2 separate regions of the Mustela erminea genome follow, and region 1 is linked to region 2. A link is a contact called in public Hi-C data. All regions are on one chromosome and are shown on one strand. Each heading gives the region's core, a stretch centred on a gene start, on an enhancer-like site or on the middle of the called end of the contact. The rest is flanking DNA. Distances are from core to core; before and after follow the strand shown.

What was found. A called contact is a pair of places that touch in the nucleus more often than the background predicts.
Region 1: a Hi-C map of skeletal muscle shows a contact between it and region 2, with 9 times the contacts expected there. The contact joins two enhancer-like sites. A contact is called at or near these places in 2 of 3 Hi-C or Micro-C datasets (fibroblasts and skeletal muscle).

The regions. Positions count from the first base shown.
Region 1 is chr18:47,948,066-47,953,963 of mMusErm1.Pri, reverse strand. No RefSeq gene overlaps it. Among named protein-coding and RNA genes, the nearest start is that of KPNA2, 29 kb to the left of the region's middle. Within about 2 kb of position 1,398, the one cell type or tissue checked has open chromatin away from gene starts, as enhancers often do. A contact at or near this core is called in fibroblasts, where this site is marked.
Region 2 is chr18:47,797,768-47,803,930 of mMusErm1.Pri, reverse strand. SMURF2 (E3 ubiquitin-protein ligase SMURF2) reads left to right here. Exons shown (of 19, transcript XM_032319924.1): 10 at 3,154-3,312; 11 at 4,993-5,188. Among named protein-coding and RNA genes, the nearest start is that of CEP95, 68 kb to the right of the region's middle. Within about 2 kb of position 4,585, the one cell type or tissue checked has open chromatin away from gene starts, as enhancers often do. A contact at or near this core is called in fibroblasts, where this site is marked.

The DNA of each region.
Region 1 (5,898 bases), core at 149-2,648, 150 kb before region 2:
ACCTCTCAGAAAAGCCTCATCACACTCTATGAGGTGGGTGGGGTCCATTTTTACAGATGCGAAAATGAAGGCACAAGGAGGTCATGTGATCCGCCAAGGGGCAGCCGGCTTCTTCGGTTTCAGCTTCTCCAAAGGACCAAGGGAGGTGATGTCCCAGAGCCCAGACTCTTTGGCTCTGCAGACCTGGCTCCTGGTGTGGGCTCTGCAATGGACAAGCGTGCCCAGCAGAGCTGGGTGGCTCCCCGTGGACACCCAGGAGGGTGTGGGGAAGAGCAAGCTGGTGGCCTCCGGTGAAGAAGCCATGTCCTTTCTTTAGTGGGAGAGCACCAATAGGGAGGCGGGGCGGGGAAGCTGAGGGCTACTAGCCGGGATGTTGGGCCTCAGAACTCTCCCCAGAATGAATCAGCACTCTTCAGATCCATTAGATCTTTTCCAGGAAAGATCTAATGCTGGGCAGAGGAGGGACTGGAACTGACAGTTTTTGTTTTCTTGATTTGTTTTTTTTTAAGATTTTATTTATTTATTTGACAGACAGATCACAAGTGGGCAGAGAGGCAGGCAGAGAGAGAGAGGAGGAAGCAGGCTCCCCACTGAGCAGAGAGCCCGATCTGGGGCTCAATCCCAGGACTCCGGGATCATGACCTGAGTGAAGGCATAGAGATTAACCCGCTGAGCCACACAGGAGCCCCAATGGAGCTGACAGTTTTAAAAGCTGCTTCCCTGAGGTGCGTCCCTTCAAGCCAACACTGTTTTTTGAGGCTTTTAAATGAGCGTGGGAAGGAAACTCGTAGACACCGCAAACATCCCCTGACATGCATTACCTCTCTCAATTCCCTCAAACACCTGGGAGGCAGGGGCAAGGATTCCACCTCTAGAGAGAAAGAAATGGAGTTTCAGAGAGGTTGAGGAAGCTTCCTAGAGTCACACAGCCACCAAATAGCGAAACTGGAAAGTGAATTGTCCTCTGTCAGTCCCCTGCTTAATACTGCCAGGGATGGGGGTACAAAGCCAGCAAGAAAAATAACTGACCCCCCCATCCCCCAAGACTTTTAGTATCCAATCGAAGAGCTGAGCCTGATATCCAAATGACCAACAGGAGTCGCAGGCTTCGGTCAAGAACTTTCTGGAGCTGACTCTGCTTTTCATTCAGTGACTCTCATTGGCTAACCATGGCCTTGTGAGGAAGAAATCATTGTTCCCATTTTACAGGTGGGGCAATTGGGTCTCAGAGAAGTTAGTAAAGTTGCTTAAGATTCCCCAGCCATCAGTTGTCTCTTCCCAGCCAAGGGAGGCACCATGAGAAGAACAAACAATCCGCGTGGGTGGGGTGGTTACATCTGGTGTGTGTGGAGCTCCAGCCTCATTCCAGGCCTGAAGTGAGTCATCTGCACGTCCCAGAACCAGCCCCTCTGGACCCACGGCTGTTTTGTACATTAGGCAGAGCTGGGCCCAGATAATGTGGTTCTAAGCAGAGAAGATGGCCTCCTTCCAACCACGTCCCCTCTGCAGGCCCTTGGGAGCTGGCCAGGCCCGGTGACCCGTGGAAGGGGTGATGCTGTGCCCTGGTGTCCAAGCAGCAGGGCTTGGCCAAGTCTGCTGGGCTCCTTCCAGCTCAGAAACCCATTTGCTTTTACCCGACAATGTGAACCAGATGTGGGGCACCTCCACTCTGCAGGGCAGAGGCCACTCCTGGAGGCCCCTGACCACCCGGCCCCCCAGCCCCGCAGCATCTGGGGAGGGGGCTCACTGGAAGCAGCGGTTGATAGCCCAGCCCCCTTTCCTCCCTCCTGCTCCTTGCAACCCCCCCGCCCCGTTTCATTCCTCATGGCACCCCTGCCTCTTCCCTCCCCACCAACAGGAAATGACACTGGACAGATCTCAAAAGTCCATATGTCTTGGACAGTCTCTCTAGGAATTTTCTGGGCCTCTAGTTTGCTCTATGTGTCATGTCCTTTCCACTCAACACTTAAAAAAAAAAATAGGAAAAAGGAAAATAAGAGTGAGTGTCCTTCTCCCCAGGGCTCCCTTACCTTCTCTTGATCTCGGCCAAGAAATGTCGTGTCTGTATGTGCTCGTGGATTCGGGGAGGTTGTAATCTGTTACTGTCATTACAGATTTTGATAATTATTCCCCGTGTGGCCAGTAGGAGCCCTCAAGCTAATTGCTGTGTCCTTTTGCCAGACCTGTCATTCTCTGAGCTTTCTAGCACAAGATGTTCTAGGCTCATCTCATGCTTTTCCTGTCCCAGCCCTGGGAAACCAGTCATTCCTCCAAGGACCCGGTTCATTTTAGTGCGGAGTTGAGATCTCAGTGCTGGGTGTGGTCATTGGTACCAGGGTGAGTCCTCTCTTTTCCTCTTGGGGGAGAAAATGAGGGAATGTAGGTGTGTATACACGTCCAGACACAGCAGAACACATACAACATGACATACAGACAATCAGAACCAGGTATATTGACATCTACTTATTTAAACACATTACGGTAAAATGCTCAGAACATGAAGTTGACCATCTTACCCATCTTCAAGGGCATTAAGAACCTTCACTTGTATCACTCTCTCCACCATCCCTTCCCAGATCTCCTCATCTTGCAAAAACTCTAGTAAATGCCCATCTCTATAATTCCTTTTCTATCTCTATATACTGAAAGACTTCCCACCAATATGAGTTCACACCATTGTGTCTGATTTCCATCCAACACCACAGGCTTTGTCCCAGTCTTCTTCCCTTTCCGTATTTAGAACCCTGTTCTTGGACAGTGAGGATTTCCCCTCCCCGCGTGGGCTCTGGCTCTCTACTCCAGGCTGTACCTGCATGGACAGTCTTCCTACCCTTCTCGGGCTCTGAATCCAAATGTCAGGCCACCTGCACACTGTGTGGGCACCCACTCAGGGTCACCAGGGCTCCCCACCCCCTTCCACGAGGGACACCTACCTAGCTCTGTCTCACCTAAGGTTTTGGATTGAATTGTTCCAGAAAGGAAGGAGAAGGGGAAAGGGATATAAAGAAAAGCTATTAGTCCCATCATTTTAAAGATTTATTTATTTATTTGAGAGAGAGAACAGCATGGGAGGGGCAAAGGGAGAAGGAGAGAGAGAATCCAAAGCAGGCTCCATGCCCGGTGTGGAACCAAACTCGGGGCTTGATCTCACGACCCTGAGATCATGACCTGAGCCGAAATCAAGAGTCGGACGCTCAATGACTAAGCCACCCAAGCACCCCAGTCCCATGATTTTTAAACTAAATGACACAGACTTCATTCAGTTCTCATATGAGACTACCACTGGCCTTTTTCCATCACAGGATCCAATCCAGGATACCATCTTGCACAGAGTTGTCCAGTCTCCTCCAACCTGTGACAGTTTCTGAGTCAATCCTTGTGTTTCTGTATCTTGATATACTTTTTTTAAAAAAAGATTTTATTTATTTATTTGACAGAGAGAAATCACAAGTAGGCAGAGAGGCAGGCAGAGAGAGAGAGAGAGAGGAGGAAGCAGGCTCCCTGCTGAGCAGAGAGCCCGATGCGGGTCTCGATCCCAGGACCCTGAGATCACGACCTGAGCCAAAGGCAGCAGCTCAACCCACTGAGCCACCCAGGCACCCATCTTGATATACTTTTTATTTTTTTTAAGATTTTTTGTTTATTTATTTGACGGAGAGAGATCACAAGTAGATAGAGAGGCAGGCAGAGAGAGAGAGAGAGGGAAGCAGGCTCCCCGCCGAGCAGAGAGCCCGATGTGGGGCTTGATCCCAGGACTCCGGGATCATGACCTGAGCCGAAGGCAGAGGCTTAACCCACTGAGCCACCCAGGCGCCCCCCCATCTTGATATAATTTTGAAGAGTATACTCTGCTATTTTGTATAATGTTCCTCAATTTGAGCTCATTTGATATTTTCTCATGACTAAACCGGGGATATAGATTTGGGGGAGGAATACCAAAGAGATAAAGTGCCCTTTCCGTTCAATCACGTGAAGGGGAGCGTGATGCCACCGTGTGCTGATTACCTTTAAAAATGGGGAAACTGAGTTTCCAACGCTGTCACCGATGAGGGAGGATTAGAAGCTGGGCTGGTCTCTGAGCCTTGTGCCGATTTCCTGAATTTGAGAGGAAGAACTGGCCAGTGTAGGAGATGACAAAAGGCCCCTGGTGTTCAAGTCAAGGGTGGACGGTGGGGAGACTTTACATCCATATGAGGTCCTCAGGCCAGGGCTGATTCACCACCCGTGGCCTCTTCCCCAGGACTCTGTCCAGTCTTGTCTTAAATTCCCTCTGTCTTGTGCAAGCAGCAACGAGCGCTCCTCTTCAAATAGATCTGGCGAGACCATCTTTTGTCCATTAGATGAGATTGTCTGGTCTTTGTGCCTCTAGCACCGGGATGGAAATAGTCTGATAATTCAAAAAGGATGCATTTTTCACGAGGGTTCAGGTTATACAAGAATCCTATAACCAAACCAGCTAGCAGTCATGTGGTCATGTGTGTCCGCAGCCCCCCTCCAGAGGTCCTGCCTGTTCTCTGGGCCTCTCCGGGTGTCGCTTACAGAAGAGGCGGTCGAAGGGAATTAGCTTATGGATGTTGGTGACGCTGGCTTCCCTTTGCCTGCTCTTGAGCTCTGTGCCTTGCAGTTATCAACAAAATCCCTGCTTTAGAAACTCTGAAACAGCCTGAACGTTCAGAGTGAACGTTCCGAACATGTCCTCCGGGCAGCGGTCAACCAGCATATGTGATTTGTCTGGCCCTCACTTAATTAAAAAGTTTAAAATTAGTTCACAACATGAAAAAATCAGGAGCTCACCGTAAGAGCTGGATTTGGGCCTCTCTTGGAAAATCAGATGTGGCCAACATTCCTACATGGCAGCAGATGGTCAGGGCTGAAGAGTGGCTGCCGCTTTCAAATGTGGACACGTGCGCCCGTTTACTCTCTTCCTTGCCCTCCCCTACATTACCATCCCCCCAGCCCCATTCATGTGTATCGTCTGCCTGGGCTTGTAAGACGTCTGAGTCCACAATTCTGGTACATTCTTGCACTTTATTCATTCATGCTACACTGACTGAGCCCTTGACCCAGACCACGTTCTGTCCTGGACTCCAAGATCAACAGCATCTTCCCTGGTGATTCTAGAACTGTATGGAAAAGTCCCTGCTAAGATAAATCCTGTTGATGCGGGAGTGTTGAAGTGGCGCCTCCTAGCACACATATCCTTGAAGTCACCCTCTAAATTCAAGGGAGGTTTATAGGGAAAAGCTGCTTTCTTTACTCTGGGACCCTGGGCCCAGCCATCTGTTGGTCTGGACTTGTCCTGTGGTTGACTTTTTTTTTTTTTTTAAAGATTGTATTTATTTATTTGACATTTATTTGACAGACAGAAATCACAAGCAGGCAGAGAGGCAGGTGTGGGGGGGTGCGCAGAAGCGGGCTCTGAGCAGGGAGCCCGACACGGGGCTTGATCCCAGGACTCTAGGATCACGACCTGAGTGGAAGGCAGAGGCTTTAACCCACTGAGCCACCCAGGCGCCCCCTGTGATTGACTTTTAATGGGGCTTCATCTCTCTGCTAATTTTTTCTGCCTCTCTCCAACAGCTTCTCTGTTTATGTGTTTCCTCTTTTTCTGTGTTTATGTCGGGACCCCGCCACAGCTGTGAGAGAATCAGAGCGTGTGAGAGGGACAAGTGCAGGGCACCCAGCTGTGGTGTGAGGTGACATCGGGGCTAGATTGGCCTAGCGTGTGAGCGACGGAGGCTCCATGCTTTGGAGTTTGTGTATTCAGAGGGTTCACGAGGCAGGGAAGGAGCGGAAGTCTTGGAGTCAGATTTGGTTGAAGTCTTGGTTTTGCCACTTCCCTGCTCTGTGACTGTGTGTAGCTAATTACCCTCCTCAGGTGTCTGTGTGCTCCTCTTT
Region 2 (6,163 bases), core at 3,336-5,835:
GAAGCTACAGAAAAGGGTGAGCTCTAAATTCTTAATCTTAACTTGGTAAACTGGATGTAAACCTTTGTAAGACAAAGATATTTTATATTCTAAATGCACCATTCTTCTCAAAAAAAAAAAAAAGACCAGGGAGGGTGAAGAGATCTTCTTCTGCCTCAAGCTTATACTCAGAGCTCTACTTGTCAAGAGTCTTGCATTTGAATCAAAACCAGATGTGACTAGCTGATCTCGGATTGCTTTGATACTCTATTTACAGTTGACCCTTGAACAATGCAGGGTTTGGGGCACCGACCACCCGCACAGTCGATTATCTGTGTAACTTTTGACTCCCCCAAAACTTTGCTAAGAGCCCACTGTTGACCATAAGCCCTACCGATAACATAAACGGTTGATTAGCACATACATTGTATATTTATCACATATGTGCTCTCACAGTAAACTAAGCTACAGAAAAAAGGTTAAAGAAATCCTTAGCAATGGTAAGCACATTTATAGTTAAGTACTGTTCTGTAAAAAATCTGCTTATAAGTGGACCTAAGCACTTTAAGCTTGGATTATTCAAGGGCCAACTGATATTTATAAATGAAGCTATTATAATGTAAATATTTTACTCTGTGACACAGCTTAATTAAAATTTTTTGAGGGTGGCAGCCAAGGAACGTGTGGATCATTCATTATTGTACCAGGGTTGCCATTTCTTGATAATGTAAACTGTTTAAAAAGCAGTGGGGAGGAAATTTTTTGTTTATCAATAAGCTTACTGAAAAATAACTTTTAGAAACAAGAATTTGTTATGTAAATTAGGAAAAGAAGTGTTTTGGATTCTGTTTATCAAATTGTAGGTCAATAATGACCTTTTCTGTAAAATAATTTAAAACCATTGGCAGGAAATAGAAAATGATTTTTTTTTTTAAAAAAACCAAGTGATTTCTCACCAATAGTGAGAAAGTTGATCTTGAGTTATCTGTTGGAAGAATAGTATCTAAACTGGCATCAGAAGTTGAAATTGGGAGAGATTTTGGCATCACCATTGGCTATTCCTAAGGAAACATGTCAGGTTTTCATTCATGAGTAAAGGATTTCTATAAAGGTTTAGGACTATTTTATGTTGAGTATTGAATAATGACTTTAATTTTAAAGTCTGGATTATTTTCCTTTAGTCTCTGTGTTCCGAATTGTTCCTGTAAAAATGTGTATTTTATCTTTTGTTTTGGAGGATCCTTTAAGTAAAGGTGCCTTTGTATGGAGGCTCTTCTGACAAAGCAGACCATGAATATTTAGATTATATTAAGATAGCATTACTGTTCAAAGACATTTATAAAATAGTCAGACACTTTACTTTTGTAAGATGTCCAGTAAACTTAGAATTATCTGTGAACTCCCATTTTGCCATCTTTTGTATTTGTCTTTGAAACCGTGATTAATGCCTTGTTATTCATTACATTTCGTTCTGTGTAGTCTTGTGGTACAGATCTGTATTTTTATGGCTGTATAACATTCCATTTTTCTTTAATCATTTCCTAATGGGACATGAAAACATTCCAGTTTTCCGCTCTTTTAACCCATTCCTTAGAGCTCTCCCACATATGATTATAGATTTAAAACATTCTAAATAAAATGATATAAAACAGAATTCTGCATTATATCAAAAGAATTATTCATTCTTTGATTTCAGTAATCACTTTTCCTTTCAGAAAGCTCCATTTAAAAAGATCCATCTGTTCATTCTTAATAATATCTCATTGATAGTTTGTAATTTTTTTAACATTGCATATCATAGCGGTTCTGTTTGATCTCTGACTGTATTTAGGGATCTAATTCCGTGGCTTATTGTTTCCACTAACTCTCAGTCATGACTTTTCTTTCTGGAGTGTGTGGTGATCTTTGAGAGTTTGTCTGATCTTAATTGGTTGGAGTTCTGTGGACCCAAAGTAGGAATTCAGGAAGTATTCCTGGAATCATTTCATCTCCCCATTGAGTTCTCAGCTTAGTGGGGGAAGTTCCAGATTTCCTTTTCCAAATTTGCAGCTGGCCTGGGGCTGCGTTTCCCCATTAACAACTACTCTGTGTTAGCCCTGCCCCTCTGACTGCCTACCTGCCACAAGCTCCGGCTTCAGCTGTAGCCATGGTGGTTTGGTTTTATTTTTGTTTTTAATTTGAAGAGGCTTCTTGGAAATTTTCTTTCACCTCTTCTGAGACTAGCAGTGTATTTTCTAAGCTTTAGTTGTTCTGGAGCATCGAGTCTCTTGGGGCACCTAAAGGCAGAAGTCAAATCATTGTTCCAGTAATCTGTGGGTGCTTAGATGTGTCCATCATTAAGCTTCACCGTGACCAAGAAGAGGTTATTTCTGGAAAATCTTTTTCTAGTTTAACTTTTAAAACATGAGATTAATCATTACAATTATCTGTTACAGTTTAAGTTTACATTAGACATGCTTTTATTTTATTCATTAAGGTCCTATAAATCTTTGTCAGTGTTTTAAGAATGTGTAATACAATAACAATGGTCTTTGATCCGTTAAAAGTCTTTTTGCTTATTTTATTGCAGCAGTAAGCTTGATAGCATTCTTCCTTAGGTGTCTTAAAAAGGTTCTTCATTCACTAGCTTTATAGCTTTCAAAATTCAAAGTGGAGCAGTTTTCCTTTAAAATATATACTGTGAATATTTTCAGGCTCTCTAAATTCAGTAACATTCCCAGTGTTGCTTTGTTGGAGAGTTTAAGATTATTATGGAGTGAACATTTATTTATACAAATCTTATGGTATAGTAATGAATGTAATAATTGAGGGGAAATTTTTTTCTTTCCTTATGTCACTGACATTTGTAAAACTATTTTGTCAGACAAGTATTGAAGCACAGTTTATGTTGGCAAATGTTGTGATTGCTTTTATATTAATTTAAAAAATGTATTACATTAAAGCCCAGGAATGAACTTACTAAAAATGTGGACTGTGTGATAAGTTCCTGAGCCATTTATGAATTGGGTTTTGAATATGCAAGTTTGTTAAACCATTGGGAATTAAAGATTCTAGCTGGACATCTCCAGTTTCTGAAACAATATATTTTCTCAGACTTCATGGAATTGTTTTGTGTCATTTACACTTGCCTGGCCCAGCAATGAGGTATTTTTTATTTTATATTTGTTTTTGCAGGGATCTTAGCAACATCAATTGTGAAGAGCTTGGTCCATTGCCTCCTGGATGGGAGATCCGTAATACTGCAACAGGCAGAGTTTATTTCGTTGACCATAACAACAGAACAACACAGTTTACAGATCCTCGGCTCTCAGCTAACTTGCATTTAGTTTTAAAGTAAGTTTTTGAAACAATACATGTTAAATTGCAAGCCTGAATAAGAAAAGACGGAAGATGCTTTTTGTAATGTGATAGAATGTCTGTTCTCTTTAATTATAAATAACTTCTGTTGGATGAAATTTTATATAAGAGTATGACATGTTTTATTTGATACATGAGTAGTTTAATCCCACTGTGCTTAAGTAGGAACCTGTCCTGGAGTGTTAAGGAAAGAGTATGTACCAAAGGTACATCGTACACACTTGAAGAGACAGGATGCTTTCCCGGGTAGATGCTTTTTAGCTTTTCCTGTGAGTGCATCAGAAATAGCTCCAGGATAGCTGAACCCATCCCAGAGGGATTTTTTTTCTCTCTTAATCATCTTTATTGAAGTGTAAGTGACCTATAATAAACTGCACATTTTAAAGTGTACAATTTAAGTTTTGACATATTATACACCTGTGAAACCATCACCAAAGTGTAGATAGTGAACATATCCATCATCCTCCCAAATTTCCTTATGCTTCTTTGTTAAGTCCTCCTCCTGTCAGGCTTCCCCTGTAATAGTTTCCTAGGGCTGCCGTAACAAAGTGGCACATACAGGTGGTTTAAAACACAGAAATTCATCGAAGGGGCACCGGGGTGGCTCAGTTATTAAGCGACTGCCTTTGGCTCAGGTCCTGAGTCCAGGATCCTGGCGTCGAGCCCCGTGTGTCGGGCTCCCTGCTCAGCGGGAAGCCTGCTTCTCCCTCTCCCACTCCCCCTGCTTGTGTTCCTTCTCTTGCTGTCTCTCTCTCTGTCAAATAGATAAAATCTAAAACTCAAAATCAAAATGATTCCGTTTTCTGCCTGGCATCAGTAGTGAATTACTGGGTTTTTTACTTCCTGATAGTTTATTGGAATTAAGTAGTTCATTATATCATCAGCTTCTTTCAAAAAAATTCTTAGGTGTAACCTACAGTATTTTTGCTGGGAGAATAAAAATATTTGTAGGCAATGTGCCCCTTTAAAGTATTATATTTCTGCTGTGCTTGGGAGATTACTGTCATGTATTTTGTGGCAAACCATGTGTATGCACGTGTAGAAGTCACTTTAGCACAACAATGTGAATGTATTTAATGCCACTGACTGTATTAGAAAAAGGTTAAAATGGTAAATTTTATGTGTTGTATATTTTATCACAATAAAAAGAAAAGTAGTCATTTTCTAAGGCATGTAGACATGTTTGTAGTGTGTTCATTTCTCTGTGCCAGTAGCTTCCACGTGACCTTCCACATTCTTGTGGTCTAGACGTAGCGCAGAGAGGAAAAGGGGCTCCTGCCAAACCACTGGCTCAAGCTCTTTCTTCCAGAGAGACAGACTCTAGATAACGGGCACAGGGTTTTTGGCGTATGCCTGAGTTTTAAAATGCGTGATGGTCAGCTATGCAGAAGAAAATGGAGAATGGTATTCGAGAAATTTATTTTCAGCAGCTGTATAAAGCTGAATGAAAACTCTGTTGTTCAATTTTATAATTTCGTGTGGATTCTGAGAAATAAACTTTGGAGGTAGTTTATCGTCATCAAAAATGTCAAGCCATGAATATCACAAGTCCTGAAAATTATGTAGGTAGACTTACTTTCTAGTATGATGCTCTTTTTAAAATGTATAATTGCTATCTCTTTTATTTAAAATAGCAGCATTTCTGTTTACTTTTAGTCGGCAGAACCAGTTGAAAGACCAGCAGCAGCAGCAGGTGGTATCGTTATGCCCCGATGATGCGGAGTGTCTGACAGTCCCACGGTACAAGCGAGACCTGGTTCAGAAACTAAAAATTTTGCGGCAGGAACTTTCCCAACAACAGCCTCAAGCTGGTCATTGCCGCATTGAGGTTTCCAGGGAAGAGATTTTTGAGGTAAATTTACAAGCCTTAAAATAGAGAAAAATTAAATTTCAGTGTTTGCTATTTTCTAAGAATACTTTCTGAAATTCCTATCTCGAATGGGAGAGTTTTAATTAAGTTCTTTCTTAATTGTGGGGAATAAAGGCAATAATATCAGAGGCTTAATCTAGAAGGTAAACATTTAAATGGGGTCAAGAGTGTGAAATATTCCAGTTGCATCAGCTTGGTCTCTGCATTGCAAATACTTATTTGTTAATGAATTTTTATGTATAGATATATATCTAATTATACTTTAAAAAAAAAAAGATTATTTACTTATTTGACAGAGATCACAAGTAGGCAGAGAGGCAGACAGAGAGAGAGTGGGAAGCAGACTCACCACAGCGCAGAGAGCCTGATGTGCGCCTCAATCCCAGGACCCTGGGATCATGACCTGAGCAGAAGGCAGAGGCTTTAACCCACTGAGCCACCTAGGCGCCCCTACTTTTTTTTTTTTTTTAAAGTAAACTTTATACCCAGAGTGGGGCTTGACCTCACAACCCCAAGATCAAGGTACACATGCTCCATTGCCAGCCAGGTGCCCCTGCCCTGTTACTGAGTTTTAAAAGGCCACAAATATTATCCATCCCTTAGTTTCTAATTCTTCCAAAGGATGAGTGACTCTAAAGTCCAAAAGCCATTTTGTTTAATTCTTTTTGAACTACTTCCTTAATTTATTGAAAATCTTCCTTCCTCGTATATTTTTATTTTTGGACTTTATAGCCCTGCTATCACTTTCAAAGTTCTTCTGTAATAAGTGGCAGAGGTCCAAGGCAGGGTTTTCCCACTCATTGGAAGATTCATGGGTTTGATGTTTGGGGATTTGATAACCTTTTTCCTAAAGGATCAACTTTTCTTCTCTCAGGACAGTTCTAACCTTGTTTGTAAGTCAGTTTTATATTTTAAAATAATATGAAGATGCTGGTCTAATGACAATCAAATAAATGA